2 separate regions of the Sus scrofa genome follow, and region 2 is linked to region 1. Evidence: chromatin contacts called from public HiChIP or PLAC-seq data. All regions are on one chromosome and are shown on one strand. The core of a region is the stretch at or near the end of the contact, and the rest is flanking DNA. Distances in the headings are between cores, read along the strand shown. Region 1 overlaps INPP4A (inositol polyphosphate-4-phosphatase type I A). Region 2 has its middle 76 kb from the start of CNGA3.

Evidence for each region. HiChIP or PLAC-seq counts read pairs in DNA pulled down with a chosen protein or histone mark.
Region 2: a contact with region 1 is called in an H3K27ac HiChIP or PLAC-seq map of alveolar macrophages. The contact joins two enhancer-like sites. A contact is called at or near these places in 2 of 47 Hi-C or Micro-C datasets (embryonic fibroblasts and fetal skeletal muscle) and 1 of 2 datasets of contacts at active chromatin or transcription factors (alveolar macrophages).

What each region holds. Positions count from the first base shown.
Region 1 is chr3:55,729,635-55,735,562 of Sscrofa11.1, reverse strand. INPP4A (inositol polyphosphate-4-phosphatase type I A) reads left to right here. Exons shown (of 24, transcript NM_001143930.1): 16 at 2,208-2,240. Among named protein-coding and RNA genes, the nearest start is that of INPP4A, 28 kb to the left of the region's middle. Within about 2 kb of position 3,797, at least 19 of the 83 cell types and tissues checked have an H3K27ac peak or open chromatin away from gene starts, as enhancers often do. A contact at or near this core is called in alveolar macrophages, where this site is marked.
Region 2 is chr3:55,857,070-55,862,997 of Sscrofa11.1, reverse strand. No RefSeq gene overlaps it. Among named protein-coding and RNA genes, the nearest start is that of CNGA3, 76 kb to the left of the region's middle. Within about 2 kb of position 2,422, at least 3 of the 83 cell types and tissues checked have an H3K27ac peak or open chromatin away from gene starts, as enhancers often do. A contact at or near this core is called in alveolar macrophages, where this site is marked.

The sequences.
Region 1 (5,928 bases), core at 2,548-5,047:
CTCATTTAAACATTTATCTGCAGGTGCTAAAAGAGTAATTGATTGGACATTTAAGAATTCAGGAGATAGTTTATTTAATCAGATATACTGTTGTATTCATAACCTAAATGTCCTCTTTTTCTAGGCAAATCCTGTATTCAAATATGTGGACAGATTTAAGTGCAGCTTTAAAGTTATTTAAATGAGCATCAGTTTCTGACATTTAGGGCTTAACTTGTTACCTGTGTGTGCCATGCCAGTCCGTGCTCGTGGGTTAATAGGAAGCATGTTTGAGAGAGTCTGACTCTGCTTATCAGCCCTCAAAAACATATGAAATCATATGCCTCTAAATTACTTGCAGATGATCCTTAATTTAAACATCTGAGCACAGCCAGGAAGCCGTTCAGACCTCAGGGTGATCAGAGGCTCAGAAAGAGCCAGACTGGGAGCCACTTGTTCTACTCAGTCTTGTCCTCTAAGGCCACACGGGGCTCTGCCAGGACGCCCTTCCTGGTCCCTGGGGCACTTGCTTTGGCCTAGTGAGCAGGTTGTGAACAACCCTGGGCCTCTTGGGAAGGTGTTGGTGCTCTTCATTCCAGTTCTCTACCTTGTCCTGGGCCCTTGGTTTTCATCTTTCATCAAGGAGCCACCCCACCTCAGCCTTGCCTGATGGGCGGGGATCACCCAGGGCCAGGGCTCTGCAGGACCCCCTGACCAGTCCCTTGGCACCCCACCCCACCAGAATTGGGTAATTTCCATTCCCTTCTCCTGCGCTCATCATCCTCTAAGAGCTATTCAAGCCCCAGACCAGGTTTCTCTCAACTCGAAGTTTGGGTTGTACCCCGGGTGGGTGTACCCTGCATTAGTGCTGAAATCTCCAGTGCTTGGAGCAGTCCATACTGTCATCAAATCTCAAGGGACTCTGTGACCTAGGACCACCAGAGGAGACCGCTCCCCCTCCCGTTTGATTGAAAGATGAATTTACCCAGAGGGTTGAACCCTGGATACCTTCTCAGGCGTGGTCCCAGCCCAGCTGTTAGGGATCACCACGGATCATGAAAACAGGCTTTGCAACCCTTCTCCTCATAGAGACTCTTGGAGGAAGGGTTATGGTGAGGCAGAGATCTGTATTTTTTCCAAGGCCTGGGGTAATTGTGATTTTAGCCAGACAGATGTTCAAGAGTCACTTCTCTGCCACATGCCACCCCATAGTGGTCCCCCTCTTTGTTAAGTAGATGATCTCAGGATATCTGAGCTCTGATGTAGAAGCTGGAGTCTTCTGTTCACAGAGGCCTTTCATTTTGCTCTATTTCTGTCCCCTTGGCCAGTTAAGAAGTCATTGCCAAAGACGATTAGAGAGAAGATCCCTTGCCACTGCCCTTCCGGACAATCCAGGTTGTAAAGTCTTCATTCAGCTGGTTCTGGCTATTCTTGGGGACCTGAAACCCACCCATATCAATACCCTAACACATTCTTCTTGAGACATGAAATAAAACTTGAGACATAAAATAAACGTTTACTCACAGGGATCCCTTTCGAAACCTTTTTCTTTGAGGTGGCACACCCAGTTAACTAGAAATTGTAGGATTTTTAAGAGAAGGAGGGAGACTAAAACGAGTACTTCCCAAAGTGACTCAGCAGAGGTGAAGCGAATTAAACTTGGGATTCTTCGAGGGACCTGGAGGGACATTCTGATTCTAGGCTTTTGTCCATCCCAAAGGTTCTGCATTTGTTTTCCACATGAAAGATTGGCAGGGATGTGTTTGGTATATGGATTTCATGACTGGATCCTAACCTTTAGGATCTCAGCAGTTGACCTTTGGCCCAGGTTCCGCAGTCAGGGCAGTGCGCTCTGAACTGGACACTCCATTCACTAGTCATTCTCTCTCACTGCAAGTTTTGCTTCCAGCTGTCATGAGCCACCATGGGCTCTGGCACATACAGTGTGATGGACGTGGGGCTCTATCGCATTGTGACGTGTCAGCATTTTATGTTGCCGTATCAGCAACATGAGTGTTTATGGCAGTGAATTGGGCAGTGAGCCCCAGGAAGCCCAGCCACCGTCGTGTGACTTCTTGGGAAGAGGCAGGCTGGCCCCAACCTCTTCTCCAGTCAGTCGGGCCAGCTTACTGCCAGCTGCTGCTGCAGTTGCACTAAGCATTGAGTTGTTGGTGTTTGAACTGTGTGCTGCTCCTTAATCATCCATGTCACCCTCCATTTCTGTGCAGATTGCAGTCCCCCTCCTGAAGAGGCCAGCCCAGGTACGTGGTTTCCGTTCAAGGCTTCTGCAGATGCCTTTTTAATACTCAGGTTGTGTCTGTAGCAAATTGTCAAAGATGATCTTGTACTCTGAGTGTTAGGAAAATATTTTAGGAGTTGCTTCATGTAGCAACTCTTGCTAGGTTTGGTGAGAGGCTGGCCAGTCGGGCTGGGGGCCAAGGCTGGAAGTCATATGGGGGCTCATGCCTTTTCTCACTTTCCCATCCTAAAACCTTCTCAGACGACTAGTGTCCGTGAGCGCATTGGGCTTCGGAAAGAGGGTGGCCTGTTAGGAGAGGTCCATGTTTGTAAACGAGGCTTCCTATGGTTTCCCCTGAACTTGCAAGCGTTACAAGGGGAGGGGTCACCAAAAAAGTTGCACCCTTGCAGATACTGCAACTCTGGAATCACACCGCATCTGCTCCGCTGAGTCTGGCTGCAGCCTTAGAATTCCTGTCAGGCACTGCCGTGGGCTGCAGGTGCCATTAACACTCACCGTGGCATCTTCCTGCTGCGTTTGCATGTAGAAATCAACGTTTATGGCTCAGCTCAGGCCAGATCCCATCCACTGCCTGCTCCTGTAAATACCTTTTTCCTGGAAATGAGTCAGGCCCATTCATTCACATCCGTCCATGGCTGCTTTTGCAAGGCAATGCCAGTGTTGCAACAGAGACCCCGTGGCCTCCAAAGCCTAAAAGATGTACTGTCTAGCCCTTTACAGAACAAATGTGCCGACCCCTGCTCTAATTCATATTTTATTCCCTGGATGTGACCTGTGGTTTTCCCAGGGTGAGCATGAGACACCCCCCCAAATATAGTGCTGCCTTTTTTTTTCCCCTTAAACTCCAGAAAAGCAGCTACCCAGTCAGCCTGAGGATTACATGTTCTTGACTGGATGTAAATCTAACTTAGCAGGATACCTGCTTTACAGTTAGAGTGCAGTAAGCTGCAATTGTGTGATTTTCCACACTCTGCCCGGCAGCTGTGACCTCAGCTTGGCTTGCTGCGCTGACCCCAGAGCCCCATTCGGAGTTGGCTCATCGCTGGGCAATCTGCTACCTCATAAACCCCACTGTTTGCTTTCAGCGCCTCAGTTTCTCTCTTCCTAGAAGTCAGTCTGGCCCTGAGCGGGTCTCCAGTTCCAGGGCTGGACCTTCTGGATCTCTGAGGCCTGGTCCCTGCACAGGCAGTTAGCTGGTGCCTCCCCTTCCAGTGCCTCTCCTGGTCTGGGCCTCCTCCTCCTTGTTGTCTGCCTCCTCTGTTCCCCATCAGCTTACCTCCATAGCAGGCCAGTGCCTGCACCCTGCTCCATCTCCCCTGAGCCCATGGCAGGGACATCAGGGACCATCCCTGGCAGTTAAGGGAAGGGCTGGGGGCCGCCCGTGCCTGCCCCGTAGTGGGTGGGGGCACACTCAGCCCTGGGTGTCCTGCAGTTTGCAGAATTGGCGGGAAGTCGGGTGGGTCCCCAGCCCATGCGCAGACAGGGCCTGGCTTGTGTAACTCTGCTCATTTTGTCAGCTGGGCCATTTCCAGCTCTGGTGGCTTGTCCACAGTTGATGTCAGATGGATGAAAATGGACCCTGCCAAGAGTTCCTTTAGCTCTTCCCACAGAGCTGTATTGAGTCAGAGTGAAGACACACACATTTCCTCTGTCTCCCTACTTCCTTCCTCTCTCTCCTGTTAATATAGTTAAAAAAAAAAAAAAAATCCCAGATAGAAGTTATCTGAAGTACATGGTCCTGGCATGGCTACCAGCCAGTGAATGTTCCAGGAGAGCAGCTGGCCGAGGCGCTCACCCCAAAGGGGAACCAGCTGTGTCACAGAGGAGACTGCTTAATCACTGTGTTTTTTTTTTTTTTTTTTTTCGTTTTTTTTTTTTTAATAGCAAGACTTTTTTATTTTTTTAATTTTATTGGAGCATGGTTGAATAGGAAGACGTTCTTGACGCAAGAGGCAGAGTAAACCTCTCCCTTCACCAGCCTTAACATCCCAGACATCTGTCCTTAACTCACTTCCGGTAGCGTCTCATCACTGTCACTGAAGTTTATTTTGTTTGGAAGTTTTACATTTTGGTTTTTCTTCATGTTGACCTAAAATGTTCTCTCTCCAACCACTCCTCGCTACATAGTCAGACATGCACCCAAACAGCACTTCTTTTTGCGTGTCTGCACAGACACTGAGCCCGTTCTCTTCCCACGTTAACAACCTTGTCTCTGTAGATTAAATGAGAAACCGATCAGGGAGGGAAGCACTGTCTGGTATTGTGGACGTGGTGGTTCCTGCTCTCATTGAACCCTGCAGCCATCCAGCTGTTCCCTCTGGCCCAGGGTTGCACCTCTTCTCTGGTGCCTTTAAACATTCTTCCAATATGATGGTTTTTTCCAGTGGATTTTTTGTTTGTTTGTTTGGTTGGTTTTTCCTTCCTCTAGGTAGCAAAACTGAATCATTCTTACATGGGTTTTGTCTAAACAGAAATTGGCAAAGTCAAAAATTTTTTGCATAGAGAGCTTGCTTAGTCAGATAGGTCTCCTTGTATACCCTGATCATTTGCAGGTTTAAATGATCACAGTTTGCCTATAAATTACACAGATATTCAGGTGAAGTAGAAAAGCAAAGTGAAATTGGCAGCTTTGCTCTAAGAGCAGGTACTTCTTAGGTAAAGAGTATTCTTAAGGACTGCCTCCCTTTCCCCAAACTTTTTAGTTACTAAAACTTAATGGTCATTGGCCTTTTTATTTGCTGAATATAATTGACATGGGTTCAACCGAGTCCTTCAAAGAGACAAAAACATGGTCTCTGAGAATATTAGAGGAAGAAAGAGACATGGGTGTGGTCAGTTACAGCCACCCTGTTTGACTGAGAAGGACCCTATGGCTGGGGAGCAGCTAGGGCCCAGCACGGCTCAGTGGTGGCTGGGGCCTGGGACTCACATTTTCCACTCCTCCATCCAGGGTTCTTTGTCACCATGATTTATTTTCAAAGACCTTTCTAAATTTAAGCCTGCTTGTTTCCATTAAAGATCTGAATCCTTGTCCACATACAGCAAGCCTGCATATACACTTAGATCATTTCCACATTTTGAGTTGCTACATAGACTTGAAAATCTGCGTTAACCAAACACTGAATACAGGGAGGTCCTTGGAAAGCTTTTTTAAACAAAGAGTGAGGCACCTGGGTTGAGAGAGCAGAGCCACGGCTCCCTTCTCTCTCTCCAAGTTTCTGTTTATCTGAGATGAGCGACAGCCCGGGTGTGCAGTGCCCTACCCTCAGAGGGCATGCTGCACGGGCTGCTGCCCCCGGTTTTGGGGGCGCTCAGCCAGAGGTAATGACCCAGTGCCCCTTGCTGGTAACAATAAAATGATGGGGCATATCTTCTCTTTTAAATGTCTTCTCAATAGGAAGGGGGAAAAGAGCCAAAACCAAAAAAGCCTTTCACCGTGTTTTCTTCCCCTAGGTTCTATTTTTAAAAAGTTGTTGCGATGGGGTCAGAGTTTCCTTATGTTCCAAAACCCAAAAACTTCAGCTTGAAATAGATGGCACGGGGCAGGAAGGTGGGGTGGGGAGGAGGGGACGCCGAGGACTGGACACGCGGACGCTGCGGGGCCGGGCCCTTCCCTGGACCCAGACCAAGCCCAGCTGCGCTCCTTGCTGCTGGATCCAGAGGAGCAAGAGGACAGGTCTCGCCCCACA
Region 2 (5,928 bases), core at 1,173-3,672, 130 kb before region 1:
GTACAGCTCTGATTGGACCCTCACCCGCGGGACAGAATGCAACAAAACACAAAAGGAAAAAAAAAAAAAAAAGAGGCCTGGCTACTCTGCAATGGCTTTATCCAAGTGTGGACTGGAGCCAATGTGATCTTCTGATTGGTCGTGGGCAGGACACCTTATTTGCATAGGGAACAGGTTATATAGAGGCAGGATGAGGAATGGACGACATCCCTTCTCTAGCAGGGAGTGAGAAGACCAGGCTGGACAAGGTGGGGGAAGGGACATTACCATGAGACATGGCCCTTGAAGAGGGCTTGAAGCCTGTAACAAAACTATTATAGACCCAAACTTGGGTCTGCTTGCCTATGTGCAGTAAAGACAGTCTACAGACACCAGGTTGTTGTGGAGGAAAGAGCAGTTATTACAGGGCCAGGCAAAGAGTCCAGGTAGCTGGTACTTCAAAGACCTGAACTCCCTAAAGGCTTTCAGGGAAAGAATTTTAAAGACAGGGTGAGGGAGAGTGGTGAAGGCGAGTGTGGTCAGCTCAGGGACATTCTTTGATTGGTGGGTAGTGAGGTCATTGAGAGTTAGCATCATCCACCTTCTGGTTCCAACCTGTCTGGGGTCTATGTGCTTGTGGGCAGCATACAGTTAACCTATTCCCCTTGTGGGGGCTTCAGTATCTGCAATATTCGGACATGGCTCCAAATATTGTCTATAGTCCTTGAGGAGGAACTAAATGTCTTTGACTTTGTTGGATGGCTAAACTATTATTTCATTTTGCTTGATTGTTTTCCTTTCTTTCTGCATTTTCTCATGTATCTGATTCAGTTTGTTCTTTGACTAAAGTTTTTCTATGGACAAAAGAAAGACAAGCAGAGGACTTGGGGGTAGATGGTCTGGTTCTGGGAAGGCTCCATAGGGTCCTATGTGGTTACAAAACCAAGAAAACATACCATTCTGAGTAAGAGGCCCACACATTTAGCATTTTTATACATTCTGTCTAATTCCCCCAGAACAGCTTTATCAATACATATGCCACCCGAGTCTAAAAGAGTCCCCAGTCTTGCCAATGGTGAGCATGGTCAGTCTTTAATCACCCCTTTCCACTACTCATTTCTTATTTTGTGAATGGCTTTTTTTTTTTTTTTTTTTGCCATGCCTATTGCATGTAGAATTTCCTGGGCCAGGGATCAAACACCCTCCGCAGTTGCTACCTCTACCACATCTGAGGCAATGCTGGGTCCTTAACCCGCTGCACCACACGGGAACTTCCATGAATGATTTTTAATTCTCTTTGTGCATTTATCTATTGAGATTTAATCTGATTACATACTACATTAAATTCCATTCTGTTAAAGATCCAGGTGTTTTCTGTTTTGTTTTATTTTCTGCCTACCACAATATACCCAGCAAAGGACCAAGCACAGGTGACTGTAAATATGGAGTTAATCTCCTTAGGGCAAATTCCTGGAAGTGGAGTCAGTGAGTCAAAGTGTAGGAATTTTCAAAAGCCTTTTTTTTTTTTTTTTTTTTGCCATTTCTTGGGCCGCTCCCGTGGCATATGGAGGTTCCCAGGCTAGGGGTCCAATTGGAGCCGCAGCTGCCAGCCTACGCCAGAGCCACAGCAACGCGGGATCCGAGCCGTGTCTGCAACCTATACCACAGCTCACGGCAACCGGATCATTAACCCACTGAGCAAGGGCAGGGATCGAACCCACAACCTCATGGTTCCTAGTTGGATTCGTTAACCACTGCGCCACGACGGGAACTCCCTCAAAAGCCTTTTGATTTACTTTCTTTAAGTTGCTTGCCCAAAAGTTTATGTCATTTTATAGCACATGAGAGTGGCTGTGTATTATTCTTTTTTTTTATTCTTTTTTTTATTTTTTATTTTTTGTCTTTTTAGGGCCACACCCATGGCATATGGAAATTCCCAGACTAGGGGTTGAACTGGAGCTGTAGCTGCTGTCGTACACCACAGCCACGGGAACACCACTGATGACTAAACATGCCAAGAAAACAGGTTCACCCTTTATATAAAGGCTGGGTAAGTAAAAAAAATCAAGCGGAGTCAAAATTAATCAGGAAATCTCTTGAATTGTCCTCTTTGTACTGTCTGGAATTGTGTTTGGTCAAAGTGGCCAGTATTGCCTTCAGTGGAGCAGATTTCTCACTCTTTGGCTGAGAACCAGAGGAAGGAGTTGGCTTGCATTTAGTAACAATTCAGGGCTGCCACATAAGGTTGATCTAGTTGTGCACTGCCCAAAAGAGTCCCTTCTAAGGAGGCATCTTGCATTGTCACCGTCATGGATTTTTGTATTTGTTATGAAAGATTTCCAGCAGATGGCAGTAAAGGGTCTTGTTCTAATATAAGTATAGTATGACAACTCTCCAACAGGGGGAGGTAGAGTCTAATCTGGAAAAGGCAGATGTGTATCTTCCCTTCCAGATGACCAAGAGATGTGAGGTCAGTTATTTTTGACTTCCGTAAGAGTGTTGCAGTATGTTTGTGGCAGTGATTTACTAAATTCATTTCTATGTTCTTTTGTATGTATTTATATACAAAATCAGTTAGCCAATATCATTTGTCATTAGAAAATGTAGCTTCTCCTTAAGACTTAATAATGCTACAAGAAAAACTGATAGGGGTTCCCCTTGTGGCATAGTGGAAATGAATCAGACTAGTATCCATGAGGATGCGGGTTCGATGCCTGGCCTTGCTTAGTGGGTCAGGGATCTGGCGTTGCTGTGAGCCGTGGTGTAGGTTGTAGACACAGCTCAGATCCCTAGTTGCTATGGCTGTGGTGTAGGCTGACAGCTATAACTCTGATTAGACCCCTAGCCTGGGACTTCTATATGGCTCGTGTGCGGCCCTAAAAAAAAAAAGAAAAAGAAAAGGAAATAAAAACTGACAAATGCAGTGACCATTTCCACAGAAAAGAGATAATGGACATACCAGCATTAAAACTGTCAAAGCATTTCATTTTCATGAGAAAAAAATCTGTTTCATAGCAAATTACTTTATCTTAGTGATTTTAAGTTCCCAACTCATTAACAATTCAAAATTTTTCTTTTGCATTGGATAACTAGCTTCATATAATTTTATTTTTTGACTTTTTAAAACTGAAGTATAGTTGATTTAAAACGTTGTATTAGGTTCTGGTATACTGCAAAGTGACTCAAATATTTATATATATTCTTCTTCATATTCTTTTCCATTATGGTTTATTACAAGATATTGAGTGTAGTTCCTGTGCTATACAGTAGGACCTTGTGGTTTATTTATTTTATATATAGTAGTGTGTATCTGTTAATCCCAAACTCCCAATTTTCCCTCCCCCCTTTCCTTTTGATAACTATAAATTTCCTATGTCTATTTATCTCTGTTTTGTAAAAAAGTTCATCTTTATCAATTTTTTTAGATTCTACATGAGTTATATTTGTCTGTCTGACTTACTATGATAATCTCTAGATCCATCCATGTTGATACAAATGGCATCATTTGACTCTTTTTATGGCTGAGTAGTATTCCATTGTTATATACATACCACATCATCTTTATCCCTTCATCTGTCAATGGATGCCTAGATTGTTTCCATGTCTTGGCTATTTTCAATAGTGTTGCTATGAACATTGGGGTTCATATATCTTTTCATTAATTATAGCTTTGCCTGGCTATATGTCCAGGAGTGGGATTGCTGGATTATATAATCATTCTATTTTTAGTTTTTTAAGGAAACTCCATACTGTTTTCTATAGTGGCTGCACCAATTTACACTCCCACCAACAGTATAAGAATGTTTCCTTTTCTCTATACCCTCTCCAGCATTTTTTTTTTTGTAGACTTTATTTTTTGGTCTTTTTGTCTTTTTAGGGCTCCACCCACAGCATATGGAGGTTCCCAGGCTAGGGATTAAATTGGAGCTGTAGCCACTGGCCTACACCACAGCCATAGCAACATGGGATCCAAGCCGCGTCTTCGACCTACACCACAGCTCATGGCAACACCATATCCTTAACCCACTGAGGAAGGCCAGGGATGGAACCCGTGTCCTAATGGATGCTCGTCAAGTTTTCTAACCACTGAGCAACAACAGGAACCCCATTTGTAGACTTTTTGATATGCTATTCTGATCAGTGTGAGGTGACATCTCATTGTAGTTTTGATTTGCATTTCTCTAATAATTAGTGATATTGAGCATCTTTTCATGTGCCTGTTGGCCATCTGTATGTCTTTTTTGTACCTTTTTCTTTTTCTTTTTTGGCTGTCTTGTGGCATATGGAGTTCCTGGGCCAGGGATCAGACAGCTCAGATCTGATCCCTAGCCCAGGAACTCCTGACCTAAGCCACAGCTATAGCAACAGTGGATCCTTAATCCACTGTGTTGGACCAGGGATCGAACCTGCATCCTAGAGCTTCCAAGCCACCAACCCTTTTGCGCCATAGCAGGAGCTCCCTGTATGTCTTCTTTGGAGACATGTCTGTTTAGATCTTCCATCCATTTTTTGATTGGGTTGTTTGCTTTTTGTTATTGAACTGTATGAGCTGTTTGTATATTTTGAAAATTAGGGAGTTCCGTCGTGACTCAGTGGTAACAAATCCAACTAGGAACCATGAGATTGCGGGTTAGATCCCTGGCCTTGCTCAGTGGGTTAAGGAGCCAGGGTTGCCGTGAGCTGTGGTGTAGGTCGCAGATGCAGCTTGGATCCCATGTTGCTGTGGCTGTGGTGTAGCCCAGTGGCTACAGCTCCAATTAGACCCCTATCCTGGGAATCTCTATATGCTGCCAGTGTGGCCCTAAAGAGACAAAAAGAAGAAGAGGAAGAGGAAGAGGAAGGGGAAGGGGAAGGGGAAGGGGAAGGGGAAGGAGAAGGAGAAGGAGAAGGAGAAGGAGAAGAAGAAGAAGAAGAAGAAGAAAGAAAATTAATCCTTTGTCAGTTGCATCATTTGCAAATATTTTCTCCCAGTCCAAAGGTTGTCTCTTCATTTCATTTGTGGTTTCCTTTGCTGTACAAAAGCTTATAAGTTTGATTTGGTCTCATTTGTTTATTTTTCTCTTATTCATATTGCCTTGGGAAACTAACCTAAGAAAACATTAGTACAATTTATGACAGAGAATGCTTTGCCTGTGTTCTCTTCTAGGAGTTTTATGGTAACATGTCTTATGTGTAAGCCACTTTGAGTTTATTTTTGTGCATGGGATGAGGGTATGTTCTAGTGTCATTGATTTACATGCAGCTGTCCAGCTTTCCCAGCACCACTTGCTGAAGAGACTGTCTCTTTCCCATTTTATATTCTTGCCTCCTTCGTTGGAAATCAATTGGCCATAGGTGTGTGGGTTTATTCCTGGCCTCTCTGTTCTGTCCCACTGATTCATATGTCTGGGGGTTTTTTGGCCAGTATCACACTGTTTTGAATTCTGTAGCTTTATTGCATTGTCTGAAGTCTGAGAAGGTTACGCCTCCAGCTTTGTTCTTTTCCTTCAGCATTGCTTTAGCAGTTCTGTATTCATTTGTGGTTCCATGTAAATTTTATGATTATTTGTTCCACTTCTGTGAAAAATATCACGGGTAATTTGATAAATATCACATTAAACCTGTATGTGGTGGAGATCCTGCTGTGGCACAGTGGGTTAATGATCAGGCTTGTTTCTGTGGCGGCACTGGTTTGATCCCTGGCCCAGTGCAATGGGTTAAAAAGATTTGGATAGGCTGCAGCCCTGGCTCAAATTATGATATTAATTCTTCCAGTCCAAGACCATGAGATGCATTCTATTTCTTTGAGTCATCAAAGTTCCTTTATCAAAGTTTTATAGTTCTCGGTGCATAAGTCTTGCACCTTTCTTGGTCAGGCATGTATTTTTTAATAATGCCCTTATGTTTGTTGTAATTATTGAGATTGAGAAACAAAAATACCTATTAATTGAAAAAAATGTGTGCCTTGTA